2 separate regions of the Sus scrofa genome follow, and region 2 is linked to region 1. The links are chromatin contacts, called in public Hi-C maps. All regions are on one chromosome and are shown on one strand. Each heading gives the region's core, a stretch centred on a gene start, on an enhancer-like site or on the middle of the called end of the contact. The rest is flanking DNA. Distances are from core to core; before and after follow the strand shown.

Evidence for each region. Hi-C and Micro-C count contacts between places; a contact is called where the count stands out from the background.
Region 2: a contact with region 1 is called in a Hi-C map of skeletal muscle, with 3 times the contacts expected there. The contact joins two enhancer-like sites. A contact is called at or near these places in 2 of 47 Hi-C or Micro-C datasets (liver and skeletal muscle) and 2 of 2 datasets of contacts at active chromatin or transcription factors (alveolar macrophages and skeletal muscle).

Annotation. Positions count from the first base shown.
Region 1 is chr6:96,629,137-96,635,531 of Sscrofa11.1, forward strand. It overlaps CEP192 (centrosomal protein of 192 kDa), which reads right to left. Exons shown (of 54, transcript XM_021096019.1): 43 at 4,450-4,600; 44 at 2,171-2,346; 45 at 1,575-1,698; 46 at 259-364. Among named protein-coding and RNA genes, the nearest start is that of LDLRAD4, 54 kb to the left of the region's middle. Within about 2 kb of position 1,450, at least 6 of the 83 cell types and tissues checked have an H3K27ac peak or open chromatin away from gene starts, as enhancers often do. A contact at or near this core is called in skeletal muscle, where this site is marked.
Region 2 is chr6:96,709,354-96,715,545 of Sscrofa11.1, forward strand. It overlaps CEP192 (centrosomal protein of 192 kDa), which reads right to left. Exons shown (of 54, transcript XM_021096019.1): 8 at 5,179-5,329. Among named protein-coding and RNA genes, the nearest start is that of CEP192, 21 kb to the right of the region's middle. Within about 2 kb of position 2,133, at least 3 of the 83 cell types and tissues checked have an H3K27ac peak or open chromatin away from gene starts, as enhancers often do. A contact at or near this core is called in skeletal muscle, where this site is marked.

The DNA of each region.
Region 1 (6,395 bases), core at 200-2,699:
TGACTTTATCCCTGTCCCCCAGGCCCCTCTTTCTTCATGCTAATGATGGTCATGAGGCCCACTATCCACTCCAGACACCCAGCCGATTCATGCAGACCACATGGAAAACCCTGCTCAAGTGTTCTCTTTAAGTAAGTATGTTTGGGCAGAAAGGACACCTCGATTTGATTTCTGAAATATAAGTGCTATCAATAAAGATTACAACACTTAAACTGCAAAAAAAGAGAAACATTGATTAAAAAACATTTTAAAAAGTACCTTCTGCCCATTGTCACAGTGAATGTAGATCAAGCCACTCCACGGGAACATTGCATGTTTTGCAGACAAGGAGGAGTTAGGACTCACCAGAATCTGCAGCTTACTCCTTAAAAGAAGAACATGACACTGAGAGCCAGGCCCTTGTGCCCTGTCGCAGCGGTAACCACCAGAGGTGTGCATGCTGCTGTGTTAGGGACCAGACGCTCCCTCACTGCTCAGAAGGAGCAGAGAACAAGAGGTCACCCCACGCATGGTGACCCAGCAGCCGACACAAGCTGAGAGGCACGAACCCAAGAACCTAAGGCCAAAGCTCATGGGAAAGGGACAACCCCACAGAAACACCATCTAAACAGTAATTCGAAGCAAACATTTCTGGCACAGAAGCCTGACAGCACAGAAGCTCTGAGCCATCCATGAGATGGTAAAGGATGCCAGCACCATCACAACCAGAGAGAATGGGGGAGGTGGGAAGGATGGTTTCTTTTTCACAGATTCCTGTGCTCACTGCTCCCTTCAGAGCTAAGGGACATCCAAGACAATGTGGGCAATGTGACCACATCTGTGACGGAGGAGGAATGGCCAGGGACACGAGCAATCTCGGTGCCCACGTCCCAAAAGGCAGAGCAGGAGCACCTCCTATGCAGCTGCTGACAACAGCCTGTGCCATCATCTCGCATCTCTGCAAACAGCAACCATTCAACAGACTGCTTTCGTCCTAGGAAGGATTCCTGGGAGCGTCCCCACCCACACCTTAACTCAGTCTTGGTCAAGTCAACTCTCTGAAGTGCACTCGCCATCGTTTCACACAAGTGAGCAAAGGTCACACTGTTCTTCCCACATATGAAGCCCTTTTGGACAAGCATATCCTGGGTCACCCCAGCAGTAGTCCCAAGAAGCTGAAGAGCTCAGGCCTGTCCGTCAAGGATCAGGCTGCACATGGGCAGTGACTCATTGCCATGTGGTCCGAAGACTTCCTTTCGACTTAAAACACCCCTTGGAGAAGACATGTCAGGGGGTCCGGGAGCATCTGCAAAGCATCTCAGATGACCCAGCAGAGTGAGGTGCAGGCAGGACAGAAGACTGAGAAGCGCCCATGTCTTCCCAGCTACCTTCTCAGTCCAGAGTGTGGCTGGCTGTGTGTGTGGCCCATCTGGCAAGCGGTTTGGAGCTCACCCCAGCTCCCAGGGCCCCGCCTGCTCTGCAGGAAGCTGGCGCTGCACCACTCTGCTGAGTGAGGAAAACAGCCTGTTATCTGACCCCAGAAAGTCACCACGCCAGTATGTGATGACACCGGAGGAAAGGGAGCTCATACTTACTCTGGCGCAATAAACCCATGTTGTGGCGTCACTGTCAGGCAATGCGCCGGCCAGTACAGCTCAAATCTCAGTAACCTAACAGAATGGTTGATGATCTGGAAACGTCCAGTTTTCCCCATATCATCTATGATGGCAGATAAATAAAGTATTACTTACACTTAGCATTAGTGAAAAAGAGAGGTTAACAAACAGTAAAAATAAATCCTAAATAAATACACTACAATACCAACGCATTTTGCTTTCCCAACTGCCCAATTACAGAAATTTCAAGTTCCTGGTAAAGCAAGACCTTCATTTACTCTTGGAAACTACAAAGATACTGAACGAAGTTCAACACTGAACAAAGAGGAGGAAGGAAATCTGGAAAGTGCTACCATCTGCCTTATCATGGGCAGGAATGTAAGCACTGGACTTGGTGCTGCTCTGGACCACCTACATCAGTGTTAAGGGTAAAAGAGACCAGGCACCAGACAAGCCCTCTGGGTGGGGAGGGCAGAGTGAGAGCCTGGGGAGGGCAGTGCTCAGGCTGGGTCCTAGAGCACCAGTCCCACTGGCATGGAGCTGGTCTGTCTTCCGGGTCCTGGGGACACACTCACAAGAAGGGGCGACCAGGACCAAGTGTTCAGGCTGCACAGCCCACACTTCTTCCGAGACCGATCTGTCCTGAGGTGGGTGAATGGCTTGGGAAAGCAGCGGGGAGCCCTGAGGACCTTTAACTGGCAAAACATCCAAAGAAACGTTACCCCCATGCTTCCCACAACTGCCAGGGTCACTGGAGAGAGAAAAGAAATTAAAAATGATGAGAAAGCAGATTGTGTCACATTTTTATATTTTTCATAAATCTAAAAACACTTAGATAAAACTAAAAGTGCATTATATATGTATATTTTTCATTGACTAAAAATCCTTCTTGTGTATTCTTAAAGTAATATATAAAAAAAATAAAGGACAGTATAGGTTATATTGACTTTTAATTGGAATACACAGTGACTTTCCTGCTCTGACTTTTGCATGCCATCTGAGGTCTCTTAAAAGATTTACTAGAGGAGTTCTCATCATGGTTCAGTGGTTAACAAACCAGACTAGTATCCATGAGGACGTAGGTTCAATCCCTGGCCTTGCTCAGTGGGTTAAGGATCTGGCGTTGCTGTAAGCTGTGGTGTAGGTAGCAGATGTGGCTCAGATCCAGTGCCGCTGTGGCTGTGGCATAGGCCAGCAGCTTCAGTTCCTATTTGACCTCTAGCCAGGGAACCTTCATATGATGTGGATGCGGCCCTAAAAAGACAACAACAACAAAAAGATTTACTAGAAAACTACCCAATATTAAGAACTTATGGGGGTTCTGCTGTGGCACAACAAGATCAGTGCATCTCTGCAGCACCAGGATGCAAGTTTGATCCCTGGACTGGCACAGTGGGTTAAAGGATCCGCTGTTGCTACAGCTGCCACATAGGTCACAACTGTGTCTCAGATCTGGTCCCTGGCCTAGGAACTCCATATGCTGTGGAGCAGCCAAAATAAATAATAAATAAAAATAGTTGTAATAATAATAATTTATGAAAACAACAAAACCCTTCACGTATCTACAGGTGAATAATGATAACTGGGCTAAATGTTAACACCAAAAAAAAGTTACAACAAAATCTTCTGGGCAAAATACTAGTGTAAGAAATGCTAAGAAAGTTCAGGAAGGTTTTTATTTTTTTGCCTTTTTAGGGCTGCACCAGCAACTTATGGAGATTCCCGGGCTAGAGATCTAATCAGAGCTGTAGTCGCCGGCCTACGCCAGAGCCACAGCGACACCAGATCTGAGCCGCGTCTGCGACCTACACCACAGCTCATGGCAATGCCGGATCCTTAACTCACTGAGTGAGGCCAGGGATCAAACCTGCAACCTCATGGTTCCTAGGAGGATTCATTAACCACTGAGCCACAATGGGAACTCCAAAATAACTTTTAATATATATATAACTACTATCTTTGATTATCTTGGGAGAAAATAAACATTAAAAGTACAGGGAAGGAGTTCCCTGGTGGCCTAGCAGTTAAGGATTTGGTGTTGTTACTATGGTGGAACTTGCACATGGTGCAGGGGTGGCCAAAAAAAAAAAAAAAAAAAGTATAAAATAGACTTTCCGTGCTTAAAATAGTAACCTTTGTGTGACATATGACACCCATACCTTACGGACGTATTACATCTAGGCCAGAGTGGAATGCTGACGGTGTGAAGGGGACCTGGGGAGCACGAGTCACCCAGGTCTCCCATGCTTCACCCCAGGTTCCTAATGAAGCATGGTTCTAGACAACATCTTTGCATCTGTAGGCCTCACCTGATGAGCCAACCCTGTGTGATTTCTCAGCTGTGAAAGAAACATCGAGGGGCTCTCGGTATGGAAACAGATTCAGTGACAACCCAAGCAAATGCATGTGTGATCTCAGATTAGATCCCAGACCAAAGAGGAAGCTTCTGGTTCCTGTTTTAGTTACACAGGAGGTCACTGGGGCCCTGGGCGGCAGTCCTCTATCACATCGGCACCCTCACCTGGCTACACAGGGAGCAGCAAAAGCGCATCTAGGACTAACTGGTCATCCTGCCTGCAACCCACTCCAAAACGGCTCAGAAAAACAGTGAATATACATAAAGAGCAGCAAGGTAAATAGGGCAAAACGTTAACAACTGGAAATCTCAGTGCAGTGTACAGCAGTTCTCTGTCATTTTTAAACTTTTCTATAAATTTGGCATCATTTCAACTTAAAAATAAAGGTGAGATGCACATTTTGAGATTAAAAACACCAATAAGTACAAGGGAAAGATCAGCTTTCTAATGGATCAAATAACCTGGAGGGCTGGAGAGAGGTGCTCTGTGAGTCCTACCTGGAAGGCTCTGAGCTAGCCCGGGACGCAGGCGAATGGTGGTCTCTGTTAGGAGTGGATGTTCTAAATTCCCCAATTACTGAAAGGATAATCTTGCGCATATTTCCATAAAAGAGCTGAACGTCATTGGGCCGCTGAGGAAGATCATAGACTGAAATAGAAAATAACGTTTGAAATACATGAATTTTCAGGTAATCACATTACGAGGGAAACAGACATTTATAGACTTCTGCATTGCCTCATGTTTTCTTAGCTTGGGGGCCAGTGACTAAAGTTATGGCTCAGGGAGTTCCCGTAGTGCCTCAGTGGTTAATGAATCCGACTAGGAACCATGAGGTTGTGGGTTCGATCCCTGGCCTTACTCAGTGGGTCAGGGTTCCGGCGATGCTGTGAGCTGTGGTGTAGCTCACAGATGCGGCTCGTATCCCATGTTGCTGTGGCTCTGGCATAGGCTGGTGGCTACAGCTCCAATTAGATCCCTAACCTGGGAACCTCCATATGCCACAGGAGCAGCCCAAGAAATGGCAAAAAATAAATAAATAAAAACATTTAAAAAAAAAAAACAAAAAGAAATAAAGCTATGGCTCAGTACCAGTGATGGGAAGCTCAGGTTCTGGCCCTAGCCAACAGCTCTGTGACCTCTGGCAAACTCTTTCAACTCCCTGGGTGTCAGGCCCCTGAGTACAAGCCAGGAACAGCTCTCTCAGGGCTGGGAGCTTTAACAAACCCCTATAAGGCACAGTGGGCCAGCACTGCTATGACCTCTACATCTCCCAAGGAGGTGCCATCTCCACTCAGCAGGGAGGAATCTGAGCCCAGAGGCTGAAAGCACACCCTTCCTAAGTGGTGTCTCGTGAATATTTAACCAGCAGGACAAGCATTACCGCCATATGCAGCCTAATCAGACAGTGCTTGAGGCGAATCACTGTATAGCTCCCACCCGAATCTATAAATACAGGAAACTGTGTAGAACATGGTTGAATTGTACATATGAAAAAGGTGCTGGAGTTCCCGTCATGGTGCAGTGGTTAACGAATTCAACTAGGAACCATGAGGTTGCAGGTTCGATCCCTGGCCTTCCTCAGTGGGTTAAGGATCCAGCGGCTACAGCTCTGATTGGACCCCTAGCCTGGCAACCTCCATATGCTGTGGGAGCGGCCCTAGAAAAAAAGACAAAAAAAAAAAAAGGAAAAAGATGTTAAGAATTACCTATTTTTTAAATGGAAATTTAGAAAAAACATAGTATAAATTGAAATTTATACTAAACAAAACATCTGACCAAAAGTTTTAACTGAGGAGTTCTCATCCTGGTACAGTGGAAACGAATCCGGCTAGGAACCATGAGGTTGTAGGCTTGATCCCTAGCCGCACTCAGTGGGTTAAGGATCCGGCAGTGCTGTGAGCTGTGGTGTAGGTTGCAGACGTGGCTCGGATCTGGTGTTGTGGCTCCGGCGCAGGCCAGCAGCTACAGCTCTGATTAGACCCCTAGCCTGGGAACCTCCGTGTGCCGCAAGTGCGGCCCTAAAAAGGACAAAAAGACAAAAAAAAAAAGTTTTAACTGAAATTATTTGCCACATTAATTACACATTTTGCAAAAGATCACTACAAATGCTTGTGACAATCTCCAACAACTGTTTTTCAAAATAATCATGTAACAAGTTCAACTGCCACCTTCTGCAGGATCCAGTGTACAGCTGAGAGGGAACAAAGTGGGGCTGCTTCCTCCCTGCCCTGGACACAATGTGCCCCCATGGAAGCCAGCACCCAAGAGGCCACCCGGCACCCAGAGACCATGAAGCCCAGCTCCACTCCGTCTCAGGCCCTCGCAGGCCACTGAGGGCGTGGCTGGCTGTCCTGAGAGTCTGAACCCACAGCTCCCTCTGCACCTCGGCCCGTGGTGTCCTCAGTGGGGTGCCCTCCCAGACCCCAAAGCACAGTCCTGTCAA
Region 2 (6,192 bases), core at 883-3,382, 81 kb after region 1:
AGATGCCCAATATTCACTGAATTGAAGAGTCTGTGTCAACTCATTCTACCATCCTATCCCAGGTGCCTCTATGATTGGAAATCTCAAAGACCTGGAATCCTAATCCTGAGCTAGATCCCAGCTTAAAGTGAGATCCTTGTTACTATGAAACTAGACAAGTCCACTAGTCTTAAACATATTCTTTAACAGAATGAAGACCTTTGAAAATTATTTAGAAAGAGCTTTTTTCTTACATTGGAATGCTAAGATAACTCTACATACAAAACATTTAAATTACTAGACATACAAAACTCACATGTTCCTTAAAATGTATCTTAGAAGCTATTTATCCTTTGCTCAAGGGTTATGACACTGATAGGAAAGAGTCTTTGAAAATTAGGTTAGGGAGTTCCCGTCGTGGTGCAGTGGTTAATAAATCCAACTAGGAACCATGAGGTTGTGGGTTTGATCCCTGGCCTTGCTCAGTGGGTTAAGGATCCGGCGTTGCCGCGAGCTGTGGTGTGGGTCGCGGACGTGGCTCGGATCCCGTGTTGCTGTGGCTGTGGCGTAGGCTTGCGGCTACAGCTCCAATTCGACCCCTAGCCTGGGAATCTCCATATGCCACAGGAGCAGCCCTAGAAAAGGCGAAAAGGCAAAAAGACAAAAAAAAAAAGAAAGAAAAGAAAAGAAAATTGGGTTATAAGTTATAATATACATTTACAACTATATCTATGTGTGATTAGCTTACAGACATGCTGTTCCAATTACATCTTTCTCTAGCCATGAGAATTCCTGAGAAAACTGAAATATTACTAGTCCCACAGTTTTAATCATTTTATCAGTCATTGTCAAGTATATTCTGATTTCAGATTTTAAAATATCATTTTAGGGGAGTTCCTGTGATGGCTCAGCAGAAACAAATCTGACTAGGAACCATGAGGTTGTGGGTTCCATCCCTGGCCTTGTTCCGTGGCTTAAGGATCTGGCGTTGCCATGAGCTGTGGTACAGGTCATAGATGTGGCTCGGATCTGGCGTTGTGGTGGCTGTGGTGTAAGCCAGCAGCTATAGCTTCTATTGGACCCCTAGCCTGGGAACCTCCATATGCTGTGAATGAGGCCCTAAAAAGCAAAAAAATAAAATACCATTTTAGAATACAATCTAATGTATATTAGATTGAAAGCGGACATTTTTCAGTTCTAGATGTTAGTCTACATATAACTTTCTCCTTTCTAAATAAATGCCATGATTAGCCCTTAATTTGTTTGGATTTTTTGTTTGTTTTAGCAACGTGATATTTTAAGAAGATAAAAGCATTACCAACCATCAAATAGGATACATTCTATTTTTATAAGGCAACAGATTCATATCTTTAAAAATATATTTTATTAAAGAATCTACTTGGACAATAATTACAAAAGTTTTAAACAGTAATTCCAAGCAGTAAAAGAGGCAGTCTCCTTTAAAACAAAAAAAAAAAAAAAAGACCAAACAGTCCATATTAAGTTTTGCTGCTTTATACACAGGAATGATTTATTTTACAAACTAGTCATTTGCAACATTAGCCTGTAAAATTAAGAACATTTCTTAATATGTCTCAAAGGCAAAGTGAACTTTATAATGATCTTTGTAATGATATGCTTTCACATTAACCAGTATGACAAATCACAAGAAACTTAATACCGTGACAGTTCAAAATAAAATGTACAGAACAGGCATTCTGAAGCCAGCTACTGTGGCCGTCATGTGTACACCTCTCGTATTTCACCAAAGGTTCTGAAGTCAGCTACTGTGTGTTAACTCTCAGAGTCACTGTTGTGTGTACACATCTCATATTTCATCAAAGGTTATCAACCAACGAGGCAACTATTCCTTTGATGTGGAAGCACAAACACATTTAGGTTCCAAACACCATGTTCTGGTTGTAGTACATGCAAGACAGACCCTAAATTAGAAAAATCTTCTGAAAGAAAATGAAGAAAAACAAAAAGCCAAGAATGAAAGCATTTACAAGCACTTGAATAAGGCCTTTAAGTGTTAAATCAGTGTTTTAAACCCCTTCATTCTCAGGCAAGGGATTAAGAGGCCGAGAGAGAGATGGTCTGCGAGGGTGAGGATACTGGAGGCTGGCAGTGTCAGCAGCGCAAGAGTGCTCTACCAGAGGAGGAGGAGGAGGGAGCTGGGCATAGCTGGGCCGGCTCCATGCAGCCCGTGGGGAGTCCAGAGGGGGAAAGAAACACCTGAAACAGCGAAGACAGGAACAAAACACCAAAACAACAGAGAGAGAAAAAAAGAAAAAACAGAAGAAAAAGAGAAAAGGAGTAAATACAAAGAGAACCAAAGAGGAAAAAACACATGCTAGAAAAAAAAGCTTTAGTATATTCATGCCAAAACTAACAGAACATAACAGCAAAATCAAGACCCTTACTCAAATCAGGCTTGTTTAAGCAAGTATAGAAACTTGAAAAAAGAAATACAATCTGTTAAACTAAAAATGCTAAAAAAAAAAAAAAAAGAAAAAAAAGAAATTCTCAGTATGAATGTTACAAAAAGACGTTAATTTTATAATTTAAAACATTTCTTAATCTCTCAGAGACGCATTTGACCCTGCACTGTAATTTACAAATCAAGTAAGCTTTCTCTTTCAGCACCGCTTCATCTGTAGCAGCAGTAGCAGCAGCAGCACGTTTTTTAGTCAATACATGATACCCAGAAGCAATTCAGAGAGACGATCACAGAGTATAGCCAGCTATTGCAACGTGCTTTTGAAGAAACATGATCTTTGAACATACTTAACTGTTTTTCTTCAGAAATCTTAGGATAGTACAAAATTTTGATAAGTAAAAGGGCTCAAAAAATATGTCCTCTTAGTCTTCCGCCATTTTATGACTTACCCGTAATACTTAAGCAATTTTGCAAAAAAAGATTTCTAGCTTTGTCATCAGGAGACATGAACTAAATGAAGCAGCCAACAAAATCAAGAAGATCCTGGGGCATGGAATGTGGAGGTTACTGTCCATGCAGTTTTAGCTAAATTTTAACTGCTTCTTAAATAATGTGTCCAAATTCGACTTGAAGGAAAACTTAAGCCCCGGAATCACACCATAAAAATGTACAAGCACATATTAGAAATATCTTTAGTGAGTATGAATCAAGAACTTACAAAGGTGTTTTCATTTTACCACCAGATTATAAATGAAGCAATACCAAATGTTTAATTTGGCTACAAACTATACAGTCAAGTTACTTTCATTTCACTACACCTCTTAGTCTCACTAATATTTTTTAAATATTACAAAGAAATAACAGCTGTACTGATTATCATGTATAAACCAATTCTACAAAAGGTAAACAAATTAGCACTCAAAACAATCTTTATGAAAAATATTTATTCAGTCTTCAAATTAAAATTATAAAAATTCATTTTAGCTTACTGTTTTAGAAAATAAAAGTCATACACCTATAGATAATAATATTCTCCAAATGGAATAAAGTGATATTTTTCCCTCCTCCCAACAACTGAGGATGGTAACAATCCTTTAATTTTAAAACCCATGTTAGTTTCAGAAACATTTCAAAAAATTGTTTTGGTGACAATGTCTCAACAAAAAGCCTCTCCGTTTATATTTCAAAAGTTTCAAATAGTGTCAATAAACTGGCTAGTACAAAAAAAATGATATACACTGTATTTTTAAAGGCCTTTTGGATTGCGTTTAGTAGTAAGCAGGCTGCTGGTGTATCTTGGGAGAGGTCAAACGGCGCTGGGGAAGGGGAAAAGGAGCTCGCTTTCCATTCCTGTGTGCATGCAACAAGCAGCAAAACAGCAAAGTTACTCCAGTTAGCTGGTACTCAGCTGTGCTTTCTGTTAAAGGACATAATACAAATGGAGAAGGGAAAATGCATCACAGATCTAACGCACACGGTTATTGGCACAATAAGAACACAGATCAAGAGGTCAAAGCTCTTTACAAAAGAAAATATGCAGTACAGGCAGCACCCAAAACCCAGATTTTTAAAACACAATCAACACTAGTATCTTCTGCTTCGTGAAATAACCTTTATAATCTGCTATCTTCTACAGTAACCTGAAATGGTTTTCATGCAAATACTTATTAAAAAGTAGGACTTCTTTATAAAAATATAACAATATAAAACGAGTTGAGGACATTTTAAATACAATTCTCTTATGTACTTTATCACAACAGGACAACCACAGGACAGCTTGTTATAGCTGTGCTTTGATGTTTCCTGGACAGTATCCCCAATTACTCACAAAGTCAGAGTAAAATAACTTTACCTTACAAATTCACATTTGAAACTTGAATATGAAAACAAAAGGATGACTCTTTAGATGACATCGTTCTTTACTGAGAATCTAAAATACACTGAAAATTCTAAAAATCAAGAACTCAAAATTTTACCATTTCCTCTTATAATCTCCATGAAAGTTTGTCTTTTGTCTTTTTGTCTTTTTTGTTGTTGTTGTTGCTATTTCTTGGGCCGCTCCCGCGGCATATGGAGGTTCCCAGGCTAGGGGTTGAATCGGAGCTGTAGCCACCGGCCTATGCCAGAGGCACAGCAACGCAGGATCCGAGCCGCGTCTGCAACCTACACCACAGCTCACGGCAACGCCGGATCGTTAACCCACTGAGCAAGGGCAGGGATCGAACCCGCAACCTCATGGTTCCTAGTCGGATTCGTTAACCACTGTGCCATGACGGGAACTCCTCTCCATGAAAGTTTGAAACGCACATACCAAAAAAAAAATTTTAACTCACTCTTCTACAAAGCCTTGATTGGTGTTTTTTACTTAAAATTTCATTTTCACCTGACTCAAAGACTACCCTACCAGCACTAGCAACACTCATGTTCCTCTGGACTAAAGCCCCAGTGTTGTCCAGCATTTCCTCTTCGTCTCACTACTTCAAAGCAAAGTAAAATCTTACAGAGTTATAGGCATTTCTGAGAGACCACTACATTTCAGAAAACAATTTGGTTTAACAGCCTCAGAACCTACCTGTAAATATTAAGACCAAGTAAGCCACATATAGAGCCACCTAAGTGCATTTTTTTCTAGCGTCACAGTTACATGTGAATTTCTTCATTCAAGCTTAAAATCCAAGAAACAGCACATCTTTAGTACAGCTACCAGAATGATTTAAAAGGAAGATAATGTCTAGTTTTCTCATAAAACAGCCTACCTGCTGGCAGAAGATCCATTTAGTGAATGCTGCAGATTTGGGGTATTTGAACCTAGGGAAGGATTTGCGTTTCCCTGCTGAGAACTCCCACTGACAGGGCTCCCGTTACCTTTCAGAATCCCAGTGCACTTCCAGTTGTCCATATAGTTAGCTGAAAGGAAAGTGGTCAACACATGAACACAGCTAATACTATGCTTTGGAGCCTACGTCTGTGTCCTTGTCCTCAAATGACAAAACTACAATTAAATAAAAGAGACCTACGGGCTACACATCGCTCTGGATAAATGGTAAAGATGTTTTTTATATAAGACACGCACATATATATATATCAATAATTTTTTGAAGCTTTAAAAAAATTAACTCATTAAAAAAAAAGCTTTCAGAGTTCTCACGTGGCCCAATGGGTTAAGAATCTGACTTCGGGTTCGATCCCCAGCTCGGGCACATCGAGTTAAAGGATCAGCACTGTTGCAGTGGCAACTCAGATTAAACTCCTGGCCTGGGAACTTCCACATGCAGCGGGTGTGGCTATTAAAAAACAAACAAACAAAGCTTTCATCATCCATTTCCTTTCCTTTCAAGGTAAATATTAACAGACAATTCTCCAAGTTACCATGTGATTACATTAATATCAAATTAATTCTGTCTTCATTATAATGAATTTCAATTACAATGTGTGGGTAATAGCGTCACCTTCTTGGTTAAGCAAGCTTCAGTCATGCAGATATCTAACTTTCCCATGGACTAGGGAAGACAACCTCTGGGGTTTAAGTGGCTTATCCAACTTCGCCTAATTGTTCAGGATGCAGCACTGGTCAATGCAGACACTGAACCCAGGAAATCCACGTGAGGGAGCCTGCTGGGCTTGGGCGGGGCAGCAAAGACCTCCAGGGAAAGAGGTCTAGGCTGGCTCCACCCTAAAACTGCACCTTGGGAAGAGTGACTCCTGTGGTCAGTGAACTCAGCCCAACTTCGGATCCAAAGCATGGGACACCACTGACCAGAATGGTGCAT